3 separate regions of the Mus musculus genome follow, and all the other regions are linked to region 2. A link is a contact called in public Hi-C and HiChIP or PLAC-seq data. All regions are on one chromosome and are shown on one strand. The core of a region is the stretch at or near the end of the contact, and the rest is flanking DNA. Distances in the headings are between cores, read along the strand shown.

The links. Hi-C and Micro-C count contacts between places; a contact is called where the count stands out from the background. HiChIP or PLAC-seq counts read pairs in DNA pulled down with a chosen protein or histone mark.
Region 1: an HNF4G HiChIP or PLAC-seq map of pancreatic cancer cells shows a contact between it and region 2. The contact joins the enhancer-like site here to the promoter of Sardh in region 2. A contact is called at or near these places in 2 of 39 promoter capture datasets (embryonic stem cells and macrophages), 1 of 15 datasets of contacts at CTCF or cohesin (pro-B cells), 7 of 484 Hi-C or Micro-C datasets (the 63-12 cell line, the CH12 cell line, the N1E-115 cell line and 4 more), 2 of 115 datasets of contacts at active chromatin or transcription factors (embryonic stem cells and pancreatic cancer cells) and 3 of 9 other capture datasets (adipose tissue, liver and pancreatic islet).
Region 3: a Hi-C map of liver shows a contact between it and region 2, with 3 times the contacts expected there. The contact joins the enhancer-like site here to the promoter of Sardh in region 2. A contact is called at or near these places in 1 of 39 promoter capture datasets (macrophages), 1 of 484 Hi-C or Micro-C datasets (liver), 1 of 115 datasets of contacts at active chromatin or transcription factors (pancreatic cancer cells) and 1 of 9 other capture datasets (adipose tissue).

The regions. Positions count from the first base shown.
Region 1 is chr2:27,285,108-27,288,937 of GRCm38.p6, forward strand. Vav2 (vav 2 oncogene) reads right to left here. Exons shown (of 28, transcript NM_009500.2): 12 at 3,499-3,585; 13 at 1,332-1,417; 14 at 526-658. Among named protein-coding and RNA genes, the nearest start is that of Sardh, 40 kb to the left of the region's middle. Within about 2 kb of position 2,089, at least 29 of the 459 cell types and tissues checked have an H3K27ac peak or open chromatin away from gene starts, as enhancers often do. A contact at or near this core is called in pancreatic cancer cells, where this site is marked.
Region 2 is chr2:27,245,804-27,249,381 of GRCm38.p6, forward strand. It overlaps Sardh (sarcosine dehydrogenase), which reads right to left and starts at 1,500. Exons shown (of 21, transcript NM_138665.2): 1 at 850-1,500.
Region 3 is chr2:27,309,210-27,313,047 of GRCm38.p6, forward strand. The region is part of intron 4 of Vav2 (vav 2 oncogene); the gene reads right to left. Among named protein-coding and RNA genes, the nearest start is that of Sardh, 64 kb to the left of the region's middle. Within about 2 kb of position 1,857, at least 96 of the 459 cell types and tissues checked have an H3K27ac peak or open chromatin away from gene starts, as enhancers often do. A contact at or near this core is called in adipose tissue and liver, where this site is marked.

The DNA.
Region 1 (3,830 bases), core at 839-3,338, 40 kb after region 2:
AGCCACTGGCTCTTGTTCCCAACCCAGCATAGGGCCACACACACACACAAGGTGGTGTACTCAGAAGCAAGACTGTGTTTCCCACCCCCTCACAGCCACAGCCATAGCCTCAGTACCCATAGCCCCACCCCTACAGCCCCACCCCCTACAGCTACAGCCCTACCCCCTAGAACCCACAGCCCCTTTTCCAGCAGTCCTAGTCCACTGGCTTTCAGAGCCTGACAAACCACAAGCCAGCCCCCAGCAAAAGAGACAGAGCAAGAATGGAGCTGTTACAACAGACAATGAAGAACTAGTCAGGTCCACTGAGACTAAAAAGTCAAGGCTGGGAACGAGGCTCTTACTGGTACCCTAAGCATGACCTCCCTTCTGCTTCTAGGAAGCTAGAGTCTTAAGGATGCCTATGACCCACCATGGGAACTACCAGCCAGTCATAATGACAAAGGGAGGCCAGCAGGGGACACCTGATGTGCTGGCCCTGGGGTTAGGACCCTGCACCTGGCCCCTCTCCAGACCCAGACCCACCTTCTTGATGTCCTTGTTGTGCATCGGGTCATCGGTCATCTTGTGGAAGAGCAGCTCAATGACCTCCTTCAGCTCATAGCTGTAGCCCTTCCTCTTGCACACGATGACCACCTTGTCAAATAGGAACAGGTACCTGGCCACATAGGGCACCCAGTGTCAGGACAGCCATGCTCTGTGTGAAGAGCCTATATCCCTGCCTGACTCCTGTCCCTGAGACCACAGCCAGTGTGTTAAACCAAGAGGGCCAAGGCTTGTACAGGCTGCCCTCTCTCCAAGGTGAGACCCTCCTTTCTGTCAGGTCCACATGGCACAATGACTCTCGGTCAGGAAGCCACTGCTCCCATAAAGTCGTCCTGAATGCCACCTTCATGCAGAAGATCCTCGGCCCTCTGTCTTTATCTCCCTTGGAGCACTATTCAAAGGCCACTACCAATTCTCTCCTCTGTGCCCCCAGAACCCAAGTCTGTTGTGACGTTTCCTAGACGGCTGACTTGTCCTGACTCCGCCCACACCTGCCTATCTACTCCCACTGGGCAAGGAGCTCCCCAGAGGCCAGACCTCTCTGTGTCCCAGCTTCGACTCCCAGGCCAGCTCACAGCCCACCACAGGCAGGGCAGTGCCCTTTTGTGGCTATTGCTGTGTGACAGACACAGAGGAATTGTGGAGAGAGGAAAGGAAGTGATTTAAACAGCTGCATGGCGCCTGCCTTGCTGTCCTTCTTCCCACAGGAGGGTCTGTCTCAGGCCTCCTAGGAGTGGGGTCCCCAGGCTAAAGGGGGATGGGGTGCCGAACATCACCCCACTCACCTGTCTTGCTTGGTGTGGTTGACTATGGACCGGACTTTAAGCTCCCCGTCAATCTTTGGCCTCCCAAATTCCTCCAGCTTCACTTGCTGGAAAGGCAAGGACTGTTAGTCCAAGGGTGGACAACCTCTGCATTGCTAGACAGGGAGAAAAGTAGGCATGCCCAGGGCAGGACAGAAAGACCCAGGTGTGATCTAGGAAAATGTGCCTACGGTGACTGGGTAGCCCATGAATGAGCCAAGCCTGTCCCCTCTCAGGGGGCCACAATGGGGACTCCCTTGAGCCCTGGGAACAAAGGGCAATTGATGGTCTGGTCATGCTCACAGGCGGCCCTTGTGTGGAACCCGGAGCTGTAGGAAAAGCCAGAGGTCCAGCCCTAAGAGAGCAAATAAAGCAAGCAAGCAGCACCACTGGACTGAGCGGCAACCACAGGCGGGGTCCAGCCGGGTTCATCCTCCACAGAAAGCAATCTATGCCCAGCCCCGCCACCACTGGCCATCAAGTCTCCATTTCCGCTTCTGCTTGGACTGTGCCTCTCTGTTCTGTTTAATACAGAGAGATCTGCCTTTCCACTGTCCTCTGTATCCTCTTCAAGGGACAAGTCTATTCAGGAGAAGGCAGAGGTCGGGTTCCAGGGGAAGTGGCTATGCCTGTGGGTGGTCACATGGGCCTGGAGGCCTGGTCCCTGTACTCTGTGAAAACTCCTAGGTCTGACTTCAGTATGACAGAGGCTGGCCTTGGCCTGACACAGAGCATGATTCACATCTGCTCGGGGACTCTGCTATGCCCCTTTGTCCCCATCACACAGGACATATAAATCCAGGTGCCTTCTCCTAGAGACAGCACCAAGACTGCATGCAGCTTGGCTGTCATATACCAGAAACACCGAGATCCATGGATCACCGTTCTTTGTGAGATAGGGCCTGGAGTATCCCACACTGGCCTGGATGCTGTGTGGCCAAAGACAACGCTGATCCTCCTGCCTCCGCCTTCCTCCTCCCCTGCCCCCGATGCTGGATTACAGTTAGTGCCCCTGAGTCCAGTTTACTCAGGGCCCTGTGCATGAAAGGCAAGCACTCTGCCAACTAAACCACACTCACATCCCATTCCTTGTCATTTAAAGAGCAAACATGACTCACAACACCAAAGCAAACTCCCCTGTGTTCAAAAGCAGTGTGTTAACTGTGCAGTGATCAGAAAGCAGGGATGACTGGCAAATGGTCTGAACCCCACAAATGTTCATGCTTCAGGTCACACTCATGACACATAAGAATGGGCTGGAGAGATGGCCCAGCGGTTAAGAGGCTCTGAGTTTGATTCCCAGCAACCACATGGTGGCTCACAACCATCTGTCCCGGGTCTGACGCCCTCTTCTGGCGTGCAAGCACACATGTAGACAGAGCACTCATCAGACACTGCTTGGCAGTTCTCCTTGCCCTCTGATGAGCCAGCCAGCTCTGTAGAGGGTTCCTCTGGAGATGAAGATGGGTATGCCAGCCTAGATATCGGGCTTCCAGGTTTCTACTTCGCCAAGCTCTCCAGGAAAATCTCCAAGAAGAGGGGATGTTTGAGCGGGGAAAAAAATCAATGGTTCAATATCAAAATGACTCTGGGAATCAGACGGCATTTGGAGGAGCAGTCATCACTTGGGGTTGAGGGCGCTATTAGCATCCGATGGGTGGGGGCAAGGGCGTGCTTAAGGTCTCCTATTGCAGAACACCCCAACACAGAGAGACCTAGACCCAACATGGGGCCAAGCAGGGCTGAGTCCAGGAACAGCTCATCTCTTCTCCCCGGAGTATGCCTGAGAGAGGGCCAACCCTGACTGACAGCCCCCAGTCTGATTCCTAGACAAGGGGCAAGCTGAGGGCCAGCTCTCAGGTTGAGATGACCGTGGCCCCACCCCCAAGCCGAACCCTGCCCACTGCCCACCCTGAGGACAGGGAAACAGGAGGGCCACAGAGCAGACGAAGCGTCCTGCCTCTGGTCGCCACAGCCTGGGGTTCAGGCTGGGAAGGGAGAAAGAGAGCCAGGCTGTCAATAGGACATCCATCTCCTGAGCCCTACACGTGGATGACCTCATCCGCACAGTAGGTAGAACTGGATGAAGGCTGATACTGCCCGACCTCCCTCCTACTCCCGGCAGGCTTCGCAGGCAGCCACGGCTTACCAGGTTTTCTATGGAGCACTGGAACTCGCTAATCTTCTTCAAGGTCTCCTTGTCCCGCTTCACTTCATTGATGTACATGGCCAAGTCCTGGAAATCAAGACAGGATCAGGGCACTGAGTCACACACGGGGTGACCTCCCAGCCCCTTCCTAGCCCAGCTGGTCATTCCACACTCTTCCTCCATCTTGCCTGGGGCCACTCCAACTCTGGGCTATGGGAGTAAAAACCACCACACACAGGGAACCAGGAAGGAATAAGGTGAAGAACACAACATTTGAACCCAGAGTACACACTATGCTGAAGAGGGTGCTGGGAACCCCCAAATCCAGGTTC
Region 2 (3,578 bases), core at 250-2,749:
AAAGAAAGAAAGAAAGAAAGAAAGAAAGAAAGAAAGAAGGAAGGAAGGAAGGAAGGAAGGAAGGAAAGAGAGAGAGAGAGAGAGAGAGAGAAAGAAAGAAAGAAAGAAAGAAAGAAAGAAAGAAAGAAAGAAAGAGAGAGAGAGAAAGAAAAAAGATCTACCAGGATTGATGGTGCTTAGAGTCTGGGATTCCTCCCAGACCAGGGAAGAAAGAAAGATGCCTCCAAGGGATCTCTCACGCTCTTTCCTGGGATCAGCAGTCAAAGCAAAGGCTTTGGCTGAGTGGGGCTGGCTTCTTTAGTATTAAAGACTGTTACTTGGGAACTCAGTGTCTAGTTAACCGAGAAAGTCGCTTTCATCATCCACTGTGGGTGACAAGCTCTGTGTATTAACTCACTCCCACAGACTGGGCTGGCTCCCCTGACTTTTGTCTCCACTTTAGGGACGAGACTGAAGTAAGGGAAGCGTCTGTCATGGGCCTCTGTTTGGCCGCACTGAACAAACTGCGCTGTGATCTGAAAGCCAAATACTCCCCTGTTCCCTCCCAGCCTGCAGATTGGGACCCTCGGTGTCACCATGTCCCACTTGTGACCACGGTGAACCCTCACTGAGCACAGTAGGGTTAAGAATGGGTCAGAGTCAAGCCACCCACCTCGGTACCCGACTCCAAGGGGTCTATACTCTGAGCAACCTCTGGAGTGGGGAGGGGTTGGATTTTCAGGCAGGAGCTGTCCTTGTCCTTACAGTCTCTTGAGCCATCCCCATCCCTACAGTGACAGCTGTCAAGTCTTCTGTGGTTTCCATGAATGAGACAGGAAGGTATTCCTGTCAGCAGGGATCTATACATACCTTAGTCTTTCAATGGGTTCCTTGGTCTTCCAGAAGCTCCTGAGAGGTTCCTAGCAAGGAAAAGTCAGCATGATATGGATCCAATCGGGGCTCTGCAAGTCCAAACAGTGCCTCTACCTTAGGACACCATGCCAGGCACTGCATACATGCCAGAGGAGCCTCCTTCCTCTGCAAACTATGCCCAGTGCCAATGCTGCTGGCCCAAGGAGCTGCCACGTGCTCCTTCCTTGCCAGCCCAGCTAGTCAGAGCAGGGGTGGGGGGTGGGGCAGCCAGGCCCCCAGCCTGCTCCTCCTCCTTCAGAACAGGTACTTCATTAACCTGCCCTCTGGCCTCTGCAGCTCTCTCCCTCAGCTTTCCAAGGGCCAGGGCACAGGACACAGGGAATGAGAACTCAGTCACAGACCTGAGGCCTCAGACACAGGGCCCTTTTTTAAGGCAGCACTAGAAGGGTATGAGAAAGAGCCCAAGAGGGGAAGACACTCTGCAGAGCCCTCTCATAAGGGACCCCCCCTCCTGCCCTCCCACAGTTATCCATGGCCGTCCCATCTACTCCACGGTCTTTCAACCAGAAGAAGAGGGAGGTCCCAGCTAGCAAGCAGCTAGCTCCAACCCTGCCCATGAAGGGGCTGTCGGGGACACTGCCCCTCCCTTCTTTCCCAGGCTGCATCTGGGTCTAGCTGAACAAGCCACCCACTCCCTTGCTGCTGGTCCGGACTACAACCGGGGCAGGAATGTTCCTCCCACCACCCCAGCTTCCTGGACAACCCAGCTGGGACAGCTGCCAAGTGGGCAGTTCTCCTGGCTGGCCAGCAGAGAAGGACTGTGAAACCAGAGCCCAGCTCTGTGGATGACCTCTTTCTCGTATTTCCTTCCTCATCTCTAATCCAGGGGTCTCCATACTGCTGTGATGACCCTGGGCATCCTGCCTTCCCAACCTTGCCTACCCTGGTTCCCCACCCCCGAAGCCAGCTCCATCTGTAGTTGGCTGTGTAGGTAGACTTGAGGCCCCTGGTGAGATCATCTTGGCACTAGTCTATGTTTCCAACCCCAGCTTGCTCACTCCTGGGATCAGACAGGCTATGGAGGAAGTCAGGCAGCTGCCCATAGTCTGTGCCCATTCCAGGTGTATGTTTCAAAACCTCTGGATATCCAAAGAATCAGAGGAGGTACTAGAGATGGGGTGCTGGAATTCACAACTAGATACTTTTACTGGCACAGAGCTGTCCATCTATGTGCCTTGCTGTCAGCTTGTCTCTAACGTACATTTACTGAGCACCTACTGCATACAAAGTAGCTCCTGGGAACCCAGGTCTGGCATCCAGGGGCTTATGAACCAGAAAGCAAAGATGGAGGGAGGGGCCCCCTCATGGCTGCCCACGGAGCTGCTCATTTCAGAAAGGGAGCAGAAACTTTCTGGTTAACCACTGTTGCCAAAGGTCTCAATCTCTGCCTTGAGGCTGGTTGCTGGCCCCACCAGCATGAGACTTCTTCGGGACAATGTGGGATCCCGAGATAAGGGACCCCTGACCTGCCCACGTGTAGCTTATCCCAACAAACCCAAACAAAACTGAGGTCAGGCTCTGCTCACCAGACAAGCTGACTAGAGAGAAGGAGGTAAAAACCTTGCCTAAGCCTTCTTCTGTGTCCCAGCCTCCGTGGTGTGTGAGGGACAGACACCTAGTTAATATAGCCCTGGGGCAATGGCTGGGCCAGGCAAACTCTAACAGTTGCATAATCACCAGGACTTTGGACAGGGGTGGTGGCTGCAGGCTGGGACTGGTGGCTGGTCAGCACTGTAGGAGTTGTTGTTGACCCCAGCATGTTATCCTGCGCAGGTCAAGGAGAGGGAGGCTGTGCCCATGAGTGCTGAAGGGCACAGCTCATATCCAGGGTCTAAAGGGCAAGGTCCTTCTGACACTGGCATGGATGTAGGCTGCTCTCCTCATCTCTCCTGCCACCAGGCAGAATTGTGGTCCAACCTACCCTATCCCATCCTCCACCCCGCCCTACTCCCACAATCCCATTCCACCTTATTCCCCCTTTGTTAGACTAGAGTCACAGAACTTATGGAGTGTCTAAGGGGATTTATTGTAACGACTTACAGTCTGCAGTCCAACTAACCCAACAATGGGCAGCTGCGAATGGGAAGTCCAAGAATCTAGTAGTTGCTCAGTTCCAGGAGGCTGGATGTTTCTGTTGGTCTTCTGTGTAAGCTGGAATCCTGAAGAAGCAGGTTCCAACAGATGTGCTAGCAAATAATTGCAAGCAGGCGAAGAAGAGTGAGTCTTTCTTCTCCCAATGTCCTTATGTAGGCCTCCAGCAGAAGATTTGGCTCGGATTAAAGGTGTGCCACCACCATGCCTACACTTAAACCGTTCTTTCTTAGAACTTGCTCTGTCCCAGGCTGGCCTTGAACTCAGAGATCTGCTTGCCTCTTTTTCCTGGGATTAAAGGCATGTGCCACCTTGCCTGGTCCTAAGCTTTCATGGCCACTCTGCCTCAAGACCTGGATCAAAAGCACGTGTCTTTCAGCCTCAAGATCTGGATCACAGATGTGCCGTCATTTCTGGATTACAGTTCATTTCAGATATAGTCAAGTTGGCGACTGAGAATAAAGCCATCATATCACCCCACACTACTGTCAGTTTTATAGCATTCTTAGAACTTTCTGATTTTTTTTGACTCTCCTAGTTTATGGGAGGGGCATGGTTACAAAAAACAAAAGTAG
Region 3 (3,838 bases), core at 607-3,106, 64 kb after region 2:
TTTGTCCCTCTGGTCACAGAACAAACAAGACTACAGGACTGGGCAGCTGGAAACACCATTCACAGGAAACTAAGATACTGGGAACATCCCCTAACAGATACGACAGCATCACATGGTACTGGGACTCTGGGAACACCCTACAGCAGAAATCTTAGCATCATCGAATGGTACTGAGAAACTGGGAATAGCGCCCAGCAGATAGCCCAACATCACACCATACAGAGATTTGAGAACACCCCTAGAATGATCACCCAACACATTATTTACTGTTGTATTCAGATCTTACCTTCCCAAAAACTCAATGGTGAGCAGGAATATCTATCCTGGCAGGATGTGTTTCACACACCACTTCCCACCATCTCTCTTAAACACCCTCAGGTCAAGCATGGTCAGCCAGAAAAGAAAGGGTATGTGAGTGTGAGTGTGTATGTGTGTGTGTGTGTGTGTGTGTGTGTGTAAACCTGTTCTAGTGCCTTAACCTAGGGTGACAGAGCCTCAAAGTTGCAGACTCCCCCCCACCCCCCCATCTCCACTCTGCCTCCTGCCCAGAAGCAGCCAATCTGATTCCTGTCTGTATCCTGGGCTGACACACAGAGCCACAAGGGAGCCCCGAGCAGACTCTCTACACCGATGCCATCTGCATTTATATGATGCAGTCTCTGCCCATTACTTAATTAATTCAGGTCAACAAACAGTTTCATGCATGAACTGAAGTTTCACATACGTATACTCCAAAGTACCAGAGAAATGAAGCGAACAAAGAAGAGCTCTCTTAAAAAAGAAAATAAAACTAAAAGTAAAATCAGACATAGTAAAGTAAAAACCATACGATAATCTCCGTGATCAACATAATCAAGCAACAGTCAGATACTTTTGGGTTGACCCATATCCATCCTAAGACCAGTTCTGCACCCAAACCCTTGTTGATCCTTAGGATAGAGATGGCTTCAAGGTGGAAGCATGGCAGGGGACAATGCTTAGATGAGAAGGGGGTTACTTTGGTGTCACTTTGCGAGGTGACAAGCTCAGGCTGTATGATGGCATCCCCAGCGTCCACTTTAGGGGGGTATAGTGCTTGTGATCTCAGGTCTGGGGAGGTGGAGAAAGGTAGGCGTCTGGGACTTGCTGGCCTGCCAAGCTGACTTAATGGGAGAACAAGGCCACTGACAGAACCTCTTTCAAAAGAAAACAAACAAACAAAAAATGGCACCCAAGGAATGCAGCCAAGGTTGATGTGCTCATGTGTGTATTAGGCATTCACACAGAGAGAAGGCTGGGACGATCCCAGGGCTTTTCACATGCCTTATGACACCAAATTAAAATGAGGACAAAGGCTAGGCCATGGAAGCCCAGGGGCTACACGGGCCTCTCAGGCTTATAGACATCACCCCTCTTGGTCCTGCTGCCATGAGAATACACAAGAAAGAATGTACGTGTGTGTGTGTGTGTGTGTGTGTGTGTGTGTGTGTGTGTGTGTGTGTGTGTGTGTGTGGTGGCAATCCCACACAGTGGCAGGACTATGACAATCAGACACAGCTGGGTCACATGGTGTGATGGCCCCTTACCTGCCCCACCTGCCCAACCCCTTCTGCCCCAGCCTCTCCCTCCTGAAGCTTCCTGAAGCTGCTGCACTGAGAGATGCTGCATCCCAGCAATGACTCCTTAGACCTGACGGCGCTCTTCCGGGAGCTCTGCCTGTGCCTCTGTGGCCCACAGCCTCACTCACTAGCCCGCATGGTAGCTGTCTCTGGTATCCTGCTTTTCAACGAGGCAGCTGCCCAGCTCACTCACTCTGCAAAACAGGGAGAAATGAGCAACTGCCCTCTGCCTTGGGCACTGGGTGTTTACAGAGGACACAAAGATCAAGCTGATAGGCTTGGCACACAGTGTGAACGCAGCCTCTGGCATGAAGCTGGCAGGCAGGCCTGTGACAAGCCACCATGAACTTGTTACTAGGAAACCAAAGGGGACATTTTTTGTGACCTCAGCCCACACCAGACTATAGTTCATCTCAGGGCACAGGCAGCAAAGAGTGGCTGCTGTGGACTGGATGGTCTGCGTGCGGGGACATACAGACAGGCAAGACACCTCAACACTTTTTTTTTGTTTGTTTGTTTGTTTGTTTGTTTTGTTTTTTGAGACAGGGTTTCTTTGTGTAGCTCTGGCTGTCCTGGAACTCACTCTGTAGACCAGGCTGGCCTCGAACTCAGAAATTCACCTGCCTCTGCCTCCCAAGTGCTGGGATTAAAGGCGTGCGCCACCACGCCCGGCACCTCGACACTTTTAATCACTCTCTGTGAGAGGAATCACTCTTGACTGCAGGTAGGAGCAGGGAACCATCTGACCATACCTACCTGGTTTCAAGTCTGCTGGGGCTCTGTCCCCCCACAACACACACACACACACACACACACACACACACACACACAAACGAAGCAACTGCCTCTTTTCTGGGAATCCCTTCCAAGCAGAAGTGCCTAGAAATATCCATAGATGGACAGTTACAGACAGACTGATAGACAAGGTAGCACTGGGTCACAAGGCTAGTCCCATAGGGACATCCTAGGCCCCTGACAGATGGCCCAGTATTTCAGTTCCTCCTTTGTCACATGGTGTGGGCTGTGTGGCCTCCAGCAAGGCACTTCCCCTCCTGAAGCTCTCTATCAACCAACTGCAAAATGGAGGGCAGAGCCCACCTGTGTGACTGAGGCTGAGGTGACATGGGACTCTGCAGGAGCAATGTGAGGGACACGAAAGGATGCTTCACACAAGGACTGCACGTCCATGTTCTGGGCATCCATTGCCACCCGGTGTCCTGCCCACCCCCTCTATGGGCGGGGACAAGTACCAAGGCACAGTGTGAAGACCAGAGGATAATGAGAAGAAGTCAGTGCTCTCCTTCTGTCTTATAGGTCCCGGGAACTGAACTCAGGCTGTCAGGCTTGGCAGCAAGCACCTTCACCTGCTGAGCCATCTCGCTGATCCTGGCTCTTCCATCTATCACTCCATGCTGGGCTCGGGTCACGCAATCTGCCTGCTTTGTTCCTTACAAATGACCCTAAGGAAGCTCAACCAACCAGGACGGGGATATAGAAAAACAATGGAAACTCAGTGTCAAGGTCGCCCAGTGCTCCGGACAAACATCTAGAGAAGGCATCCTTTTAACATGGCAGGACTTTGGGTGGCTTCTCAGAGGTGACTACTCATTTTGCAACGTTTTCTCTTAATATGCTGCTGTGTGTCACATCTGTGCCCAACACAACAGGCATGACACCAGAAAGGCCAAGTTTTTATCTCTCAGGGTTTCTAAAAGACATCATTGGATTTGCAAGACCCCATTAGGACAAAGCTCTCTGCTCCCAGCTGGAAGATGTCCACACATGGCTTTAACACTCCCACTCTGGCTGCCTCTGCCAGAACAGAAAGCCTGTGGCTGACTTGGTCCTGTGATATCCTGAGCCTTGCCTGCTGCTGCATACATCTTAAGAGTTAGAGAGCGGGAGACGTAACAAGAAGGATCCTCCCCCACACACACCCCCTACTCCCCACCTCCACCCCACTGCACAGAGATCCTGCAGTGCTGGGACCTAGAAGGCCCTGAAGTAACAGCTGAGGCCAACTGCATTCCCCCCTGTACTAAGGCTCACAATGAGGGGAACCGGGGACCAGGTTACTCTCAGGCCAGAATGAAATAGGAAAACTTTTCTCAGTTTCCAACCTAACTGTAGCCCTCTTCACAGGCACCAGAAATGGGCAGCTGGTCAGACTACTGGACGGGAGGGCTGGGCTGTACTCACAGGTCACCACAGGCTCAGAACAACCAGCTCTAATTTCCCAA